Linked DNA regions of Drosophila melanogaster: region 1 is linked to region 2. The links are chromatin contacts, called in public Hi-C maps. All regions are on one chromosome and are shown on one strand. Each heading gives the region's core, a stretch centred on a gene start, on an enhancer-like site or on the middle of the called end of the contact. The rest is flanking DNA. Distances are from core to core; before and after follow the strand shown.

Evidence for each region. Hi-C and Micro-C count contacts between places; a contact is called where the count stands out from the background.
Region 1: a contact with region 2 is called in a Hi-C map of the Kc167 cell line, with 4 times the contacts expected there. The contact joins the promoter of Top1 here to the promoter of RpL37-1 in region 2. A contact is called at or near these places in 9 of 107 Hi-C or Micro-C datasets (the D17-c3 cell line, the Kc167 cell line, embryo and 3 more) and 1 of 6 datasets of contacts at active chromatin or transcription factors (the Kc167 cell line).

Annotation. Positions count from the first base shown.
Region 1 is chrX:15,317,781-15,321,618 of dm6, forward strand. Top1 (Topoisomerase 1) reads left to right here and starts at 1,712. Exons shown (of 8, transcript NM_001014742.2): 1 at 1,712-2,027; 2 at 3,374-3,591. The coding sequence starts at 2,001. It overlaps gce (germ cell-expressed bHLH-PAS), which reads left to right. Exons shown (of 10, transcript NM_001272637.2): 10 at 1-1,294. It overlaps mir-4957 (mir-4957 stem loop), which reads right to left and starts at 2,257; the gene lies at 2,174-2,257. It also overlaps asRNA:CR44961.
Region 2 is chrX:15,137,063-15,140,657 of dm6, forward strand. It overlaps RpL37-1 (Ribosomal protein L37-1), which reads right to left and starts at 2,305. Exons shown (of 3, transcript NM_132777.3): 1 at 2,190-2,305; 2 at 1,917-2,052; 3 at 808-1,851. The coding sequence starts at 2,192. The coding sequence ends at 1,709. CG9095 reads right to left here. Exons shown (of 10, transcript NM_132778.2): 10 at 2,875-3,595. drd (drop dead) reads left to right here. Exons shown (of 9, transcript NM_001038756.2): 9 at 1-249.

The DNA of each region.
Region 1 (3,838 bases), core at 462-2,961, 180 kb after region 2:
CCGATCGGGTCTCGACTGAAGGGTTTCATCGATGTGATATGTAACTACTGTCCTGGCAGTCAGCTCAAGCCCCAACATACAAAGTGTCCCTAATTCGTACCAACCAATAGAACCAATAATTCAGGGTTACTTCTCGTTCGGTCAACTGATGGGTAACTGCTGCGGTACAGTTTAGGTACAGATACAGATACGGATAGATAACCTTTAACCCCAACTTATGAGTGAGCCTGAGACAAGCATACTTTAGATACCCTGCCCACATGCACACACTCACATATATATATATATATATATATATATATGTACATATATACACTGTTTGTTCAGTTTGTTGTTTTTAACTTCCTGTCCCACGTAGAAGGACTTTTACATGCATGTAGAACTAGTTACCGTTACCGTTTCCGTTTCCGATTTCGTTTAGAATGTTAGACACATACATATTTAGTAGCTTAATCCAATCACAGCTGATTCTTTTGAACACAACTTGTTATTTGCTGATCCCAATTTTCTAAAACAAAAAGATGGTAGAACAAATATGAATAGAAAAGAGTCACGTCAATTTGCATCGAAAGCGGAAACGGCAACAAACACCCACAAAGGATTAAGATAATGATATAAGTAATGATTAGCGTAAATGGGAGGATTTAAACAATTATTATGCTAAATGAAATATACTATTAAAAACCTATGTACCATACGTTGTGCGTAATGCCCAAACTAAACGTGATAAAAGACTGTTACCAACTACATACACACATACATAATACCGAGATGGAAACAACCGTAAATCTAAAACTAAAACCTAAACTTAAATCGGCATAGTTTCGCATGAAAAGGTAATATATACATACATACATAAATATAACAAATATATTCATACGCGCACTAAAAGGAAGCGTTGCATAGTTTAATTACATTTACCGTACGAACACTTTTTATAGATGTTTAATGTTGTTATGGTTAAGATAAATCCGGACGAATTGATGGATTTTGGCCAAGCACGGTGCACTGCATATATGTAGCAAGTGAGCCAAGTACAATTTACACAAATGTATACATAATTAGATGCATATATGGTTCGATGTAAACTAATAATAAATCGATGTAAAAGCGTAAAAACGGAAGTTAAGAAACCACACACACACACAAACACACACACCCACAAAAACCAGAAAAAGCTGAGGCGACAAAAATATGAGAACTCTGTTAAATGTTTGTTATGCATTTGTTTTTTTTTTTATCTAAATTAATATTAAACTAATGTATTAGTGAATAAACTTGTGTACCTACATACAAAACAATGATAAAGCAGTTATGGCGGTGGTTTTATTTGTTTTTCTTCCAAAATAATAATTGCAAGAGCTGTACGAAAGTAATAAATTACTTCGATGCCAGAACGTTAAATAATTTCTTTAAATGTTTTATATTTCATTTTGTGGCATTCAATGCTTATTTTTTTTTTTTTGAACGTTTGGCGCTGCATTTACCACAATCAGTGATTTAAGCAAATAGTGGGGAAAACCCTTTTGTGAAAGTGAAAAAAAGTTAGCTTTTTCTTAAAGTTATTCTAGATTTCGTATCAATTCAGTGCTCAGACTATCGAGAAAGAGTGAACATCTATCGACAGGCTAGTATCGACACGGGCACCGACGGTCACACTGTCCGAATCCGAACTATCAGCCTATCGCTCTCCGATAGCAGCAGTCGCTACTTGTCCGAACCAATCGCCTATCGGGGAGACTGCGTGGCTGCTGCGTTCCGTAAAACGCAAAGAAGCCAAAAAGCAAGGGCATTCGCATTGACCAAAGCACCAAACGCTGCTCCTTTTCGAAAAACTTCAGTGCGCTTTTATTTCCCCGCCGCTGTCACCGCTTTAAGGAGCACCAACATCTAATTATTGAAAATCCTAACGAACAGTTTAGTCGAACAGTGTAAAAGCGTGAAAAGAAAAGAAAGGAACGAATAAAATAAAAGAAAAACCGCTAAGCGAGTTCCGCAAAATGAGTGGGGATGTGGCTGCCGAAAATGTAAGTGCCCTAAACGAAATATCCATTCCTTTTTTATGTAATGTGCAAACGTGTTGAATGGGGGGACTTTGCCTGCCGCCTGCAGCCTGCCTGTCAGTCCCAAAAAATCAAGTTAAATTCTGAACCGCATAATTGTAGGGTGCACAGGATAGTTGCAAGTGTACCGCTCGCTGCTGGCAGCTGGCAGCGACGCCGACAGCGCTGCCAGCAGAGTGCGTAAAATACAACGAGCAGAGAAAAAAAAGTAAGAAGAGGTCTTTTGGTAATTGACGAAAATGGCGACAATGCAAGTGGGAAAAGGTGAAGGATGGTGTGAAGCAGGGAGGGGAAGAGCCGAGGCAGACGAAATGTATTTGGCACAGTGTGGCCGCAGCTGGCTGGTATTTTAATCAAAACTGGTATTTTCACCAGCCACTCGAACGTTGCCTTTCCACATTTTTCCCCCTCAAAAACACCCTTTAACTAACTCATTTCCCTGCATTTCCACTGCAACTTGCCTTATTTACGTTCGCATAGCGTCTCAATTTCCCTGTTCTTCGTAGATTACCACCAAGTTTGGTCACACTGCCCTCTTCCACACACATAATATCACATGTGTTTGCTGCTGTTGTTGTTGTTGTTGTTGGTTGTGGACCGCTGCTTTCATGTACATATGTAATTGCAAGTGTCCCATTTTGCAATTACACTTCTACATGCACATACATATACGAAGGTGTTCCGTCGTCTGATAAGACAGATGTGCCACCCCAAAACAGCCAAAAACAAATAAAAGCATTAACTAGAAAATGCTCCGGATGAATAATATGCAACCACAATAACAACAATAACCCCGTGGGGATGTGTTTGTGTGTGTAGCTGTTAAAAAAAAAAAAAAAAATGCAAAAAGTGTAAAAAAAAAGCAACGATTTTCTGTATTCTAAACGACTCTTGTGCGTGTGTGGGTGTCATTGTTTGGCAAGGTGTTTTTTAAATATATATTAACCTATTCCAAGTGATTCGGAAACAATTTTCAATTTCCTGTCGCCATCGCTCGGCGGCTCTTCTTCTTCGATTAACCCATTGCTGGTAGTTTAAAGTGAATTTTCCTACGCGGCATTTGTTAGGGTTGATTTTCACCACGTGGTGAGCGGATAGACACGAGATAATAGCCAATCATCGCCAGAAATCGAGAGGAAATCGAGTAGATCCACAAGCGACCAGTTGGGCCAACATGACGGATGCACAGGTTTCTGGCCCGGATTCACTCTCACTTTTCAGCTGGTCCATCTACATATATACGTACTAACTAACTGATACCATCTCCCTTTCTTCTTTCTTCCATCTCGCCATCTCTCTCGCGCCCGCAGAGCATCCACATACAAAATGGTGGCAGCTGCGAGGTGGTTCAATCCAACGGGGTGACCACCAATGGACACGGACACCACCACCATCATCACCACAGCAGCAGCAGCAGCAGCAGCAGCAAGCATAAATCCTCCAGCAAGGACAAGCATCGTGATAGGGAGAGGGAGCACAAGAGCTCCAATTCCTCCAGCTCGTCGAAGGAGCACAAGAGCAGCAGTCGGTACGTATGTAGGAGCAGATCGATTTGACTCGACTCTATGCGATTCGATTCGAATCGGGCCACTCGTGTCGAACCATCTGGAACAGTCCAAATAGGTCAAAGTCAGGAAAGGACAATGTAATCACCTGGGATTCATAATAGTGCTTACATTAAGAGACAGTTGTTCCCCATGTGCTCATTGTTATAGTTCTTATAATCAATTTACAGTGCCAAACTAATGAAATGTAGGTAGCTATCACTTTAAAGG
Region 2 (3,595 bases), core at 1,055-3,554:
CGATTCGTAGTCATAAACCAATTAATCAATCACTGCTTGATGTACGATATTATCTTGCTTGCTAAACCGGGCCTCGAGAGGTAGTCTCTGCTGGGGAACCCTATGTCATATCATATTCACATGATATTGGGGCCCTGGACGCAGACTCTCGGTGCCCATGTTTATTAGAATACTTACGTTACCTTAAGCGAGGTCGAATGTCAGTTTTTAAATGGTAATTTAATTAATAAAATATATAAATATGTTACGAAAAAACCTTTAAGCGTTTGCAAACGTTTGGTGTGAATGAATTCCTGAAAGTATGCAATATTCGAATTCAGAGCATACAGTTTTGGAGTGACTGAAATGTGATAAAAGCCCGACTACAGTTTGAGTAGCCACGGTTAAAATTGGTTAAGGTTTACAGCCACTGGATCGCCATTACCAATGCCATAAAACTGTAAGAACGAAAACTTATTTCAATTCTAATACTAATAAATTCTATACCTTTACCGTAGTGTTGGTGGCAAAGCAAAACAGCTTCTGTAAAAAATCCTATGCTTTCTGTGTAATTCAGTACTAGGTGTGCTATATGGAAAATTGCTTGTTGCAGACAATTGTTGTTTTATGCTTCTATTTGATGCACATAAGAAAACCAAAATGAGCCCCAATTAAATAAATATTAATTTCTGCGTGCTACCTAAGCCGATTGTAACTAGAATTTGTTTAAAGCAAGTGGCAGGTAAAAGGTTTTGATCTTAAATCGTTAGGAAATGTAAACGGAAATAAATATTTATAAATATCAAATGTATATTTCTAAGACAGATTGTCAATATTTTGGCCATTGTTTGCTGTTTTGCTTCTGTTGAATCTTGTCAGATATATATTTCATTTTTAGAATGGCAATTTAAAGTGTTTTTTATGAATTATTGTAGAATAACTGCTCGTGTACTAACTGCAACCATTTCAATTGCTACAAATCGAAGCAAGGCACATATAGTTAATAATTTTTGTTGTGTCTGCAGTTCTATCATATGTTTTACCATATATGGGGCTACGTTTAAAAACAAAGAATTACAATTCATAGTAAACAGAAACTATCATCTTATGGCGAGAACACGTTTTTCGCAACTTTGAACGATTTATATGGTTCTTAATCTGTTTTTGGAAACGATATATTCTAATTAGAAGTTTTTATAGCACAGAAAGCGATTTTCATTTACATTTGAGCTGTGGTATGAATTGCCATGCTTTTGGTTTAGTTACCGAAGCTCTTGGATTTTATAGCTGACTATACTGCGTTTATTAAAGCGTTCTTTTTTAGTTTTCAATAAAAGCTACGTGGATAGCCTGCCCTGGAAAAGTATTCGACTACCAGCGAACACTAACAATTTTTGCGAAAACCACGAGGAAATCAGCCCTACAAGCATTTGGTTATGGATCTTGGCCATTTACACGCTATCTTTTGATCGCTTTTCGGTCACATTTCACTTTTGTTGCACAAACAATAAAAAAATATTCACCAGTTTCACTTAATAAAAAAAAACGTTCATTTATTAGCGCTCGAGCGATTTATTAGCCATGTTGAGGGGCCATTTTCAGTGGATTTTAGATGGTGTGTACACGTTGATCAACTGGAGGCTGTCGTTATCTGCGGTTAAGGGAGCAGCTGCTATCTCCGTCCATATAGCCCGGTGTGGGATATACATCTTGGGACACACAGAGCCTCCTACTTGCTGGCCACGGCCTTCTTGGGCTTGGCCTGGGTGCCCTCGCGGAATCCGTTGCGGAAACGGCGGCGCACAACCTTCAGGTGCTGCATGCGACCGGTGCCGGTGGTCTTCCTCCTCTTGGCCTTCACGGACCAGTTGTCTAGTGTGCGGAGAATACAATTATTAACCTGGTTACTGGGCGGGGATTGGGGCATCTTGACTTACAGGAACGCAACTTGGCGGCGGGGTAGCCGCACTGGGCGCAAGTGGACTTCTGGATGTGGTAGGAGGAGCGGCCACAGCGACGGCACAGGGTGTGCGTCTTATTGTGGCGCTTACCAAAGCTGGAGGTACCCTTCGTCTGTAATGGAAACACGCAGGGTATTAGCAGTTCGGCTTGCACGGCACACTCAAAAAAATATAAGGGAAAACACTCGAAATAGGCTGCCTGGCTGGCAGGGCAAGTGTATTTCGGTTTAACGAGCACATTGTACGCACCATCTCTCGTGGCGAACGGTTTAAGAATCGAACGAAACTTGCAAGCTACAAATTTAGCACGTGGCTTCTAGCAAAGACGACTTCTCCGGAAGCGCAGCAAAAAGAAAAGGGAAGAAGAAGAGACGCTGGTGGTGAGCAGAGATTAGTGTGGCCGCGTTGCGCGAGTATCGATAGTTTTTGTCCGCAGGGTTGCTTAAATACCGAAAGTTGGTATTTATGGTGTAGCCATTTGGTGGCCTAGCAGCCGCAGAGTTGCCAGACGGATAGAAAATTTAATTATATACTGAACTACAAAAACACTGCATTAATGTACAGCCACTTTACGTAATTGTAGAACACATAATGTATCCGATTTAATGAACCTATTATTGTTTCTATTACAACAGTTATCAAAATTAACAGCCTCGTATCAAAAAATACCAATTACATAAATTTCTCATAACAGCGGACTTGCGCCTAACAGCACTACTATCGGCTGCCATTTCGATAGCACAACAGCACTTGGCAAGTTGGCATTTTAACAGCGACACCATATGTTAAATCAGCTGTTCCTTCAAAAGGCCAATAGATGGCGCTTATTATTGCCCGCCAATTTTGAAGTATGATTTGTATTTCGTTCATTTACAAACTTCGTTTATTGGAAATAATAAAACCAACCAGAAAGGTAAAAATCCAAATCTTGTTTAGTAAAAATATTCATTGTTTTATTTATGAAATAAATTATTATTATTTACATTGGAAATAATGCACGAAATTCAAATAATATTGCATACTGAGCGACATTTTAGCACTGGACCGCTCGACGATACACACGCGAAAACAAAATCTACAAATTACAAGACTCTAGAAATACAAATACAGGGCGATATATAATGGGTAGGTACAAAAACATAATGAAATGGTGTAGCTTGGTGAGTTGGGGCTAATAATAATATATATACTCTTTCGATCCTGTGCAGATATTTATACACTATGTTCGGTGTGGCACGCGTACTACGATATTATTTGCTGTTGCTGCTGCTGCCGATTGGAGTTTTGTGATTTGTTTTTGAATTTTTTTTTATGGATTTTTTCTTGTGGAATGGATGGGTAGTTCTATCTAGTGTAAGTGTTTACGTAACTAATTTGCGACTATGAGCAAGTCGATTGGGCTTGAGACCTCAAACGAAACCAAGTTGCACATAATTTGGCTGCAGCTGTGTGATCTGCTTGCTGGGTGAAGGGGAAATGGGGTGGAGTGACCTTCGGGGAGGTGTGGATGTGGGTGGACTTGGTGGTGCCTTGCAACTAATTACTACGCCTCGCCTTTTTGCCCTTTTTCACGCCTTTACATACAACTAATTCATAAAGAAAATTTAACTAAGAACCTTATGAAAGCTTTGCGAATAAATTATACGAGTTCGGAC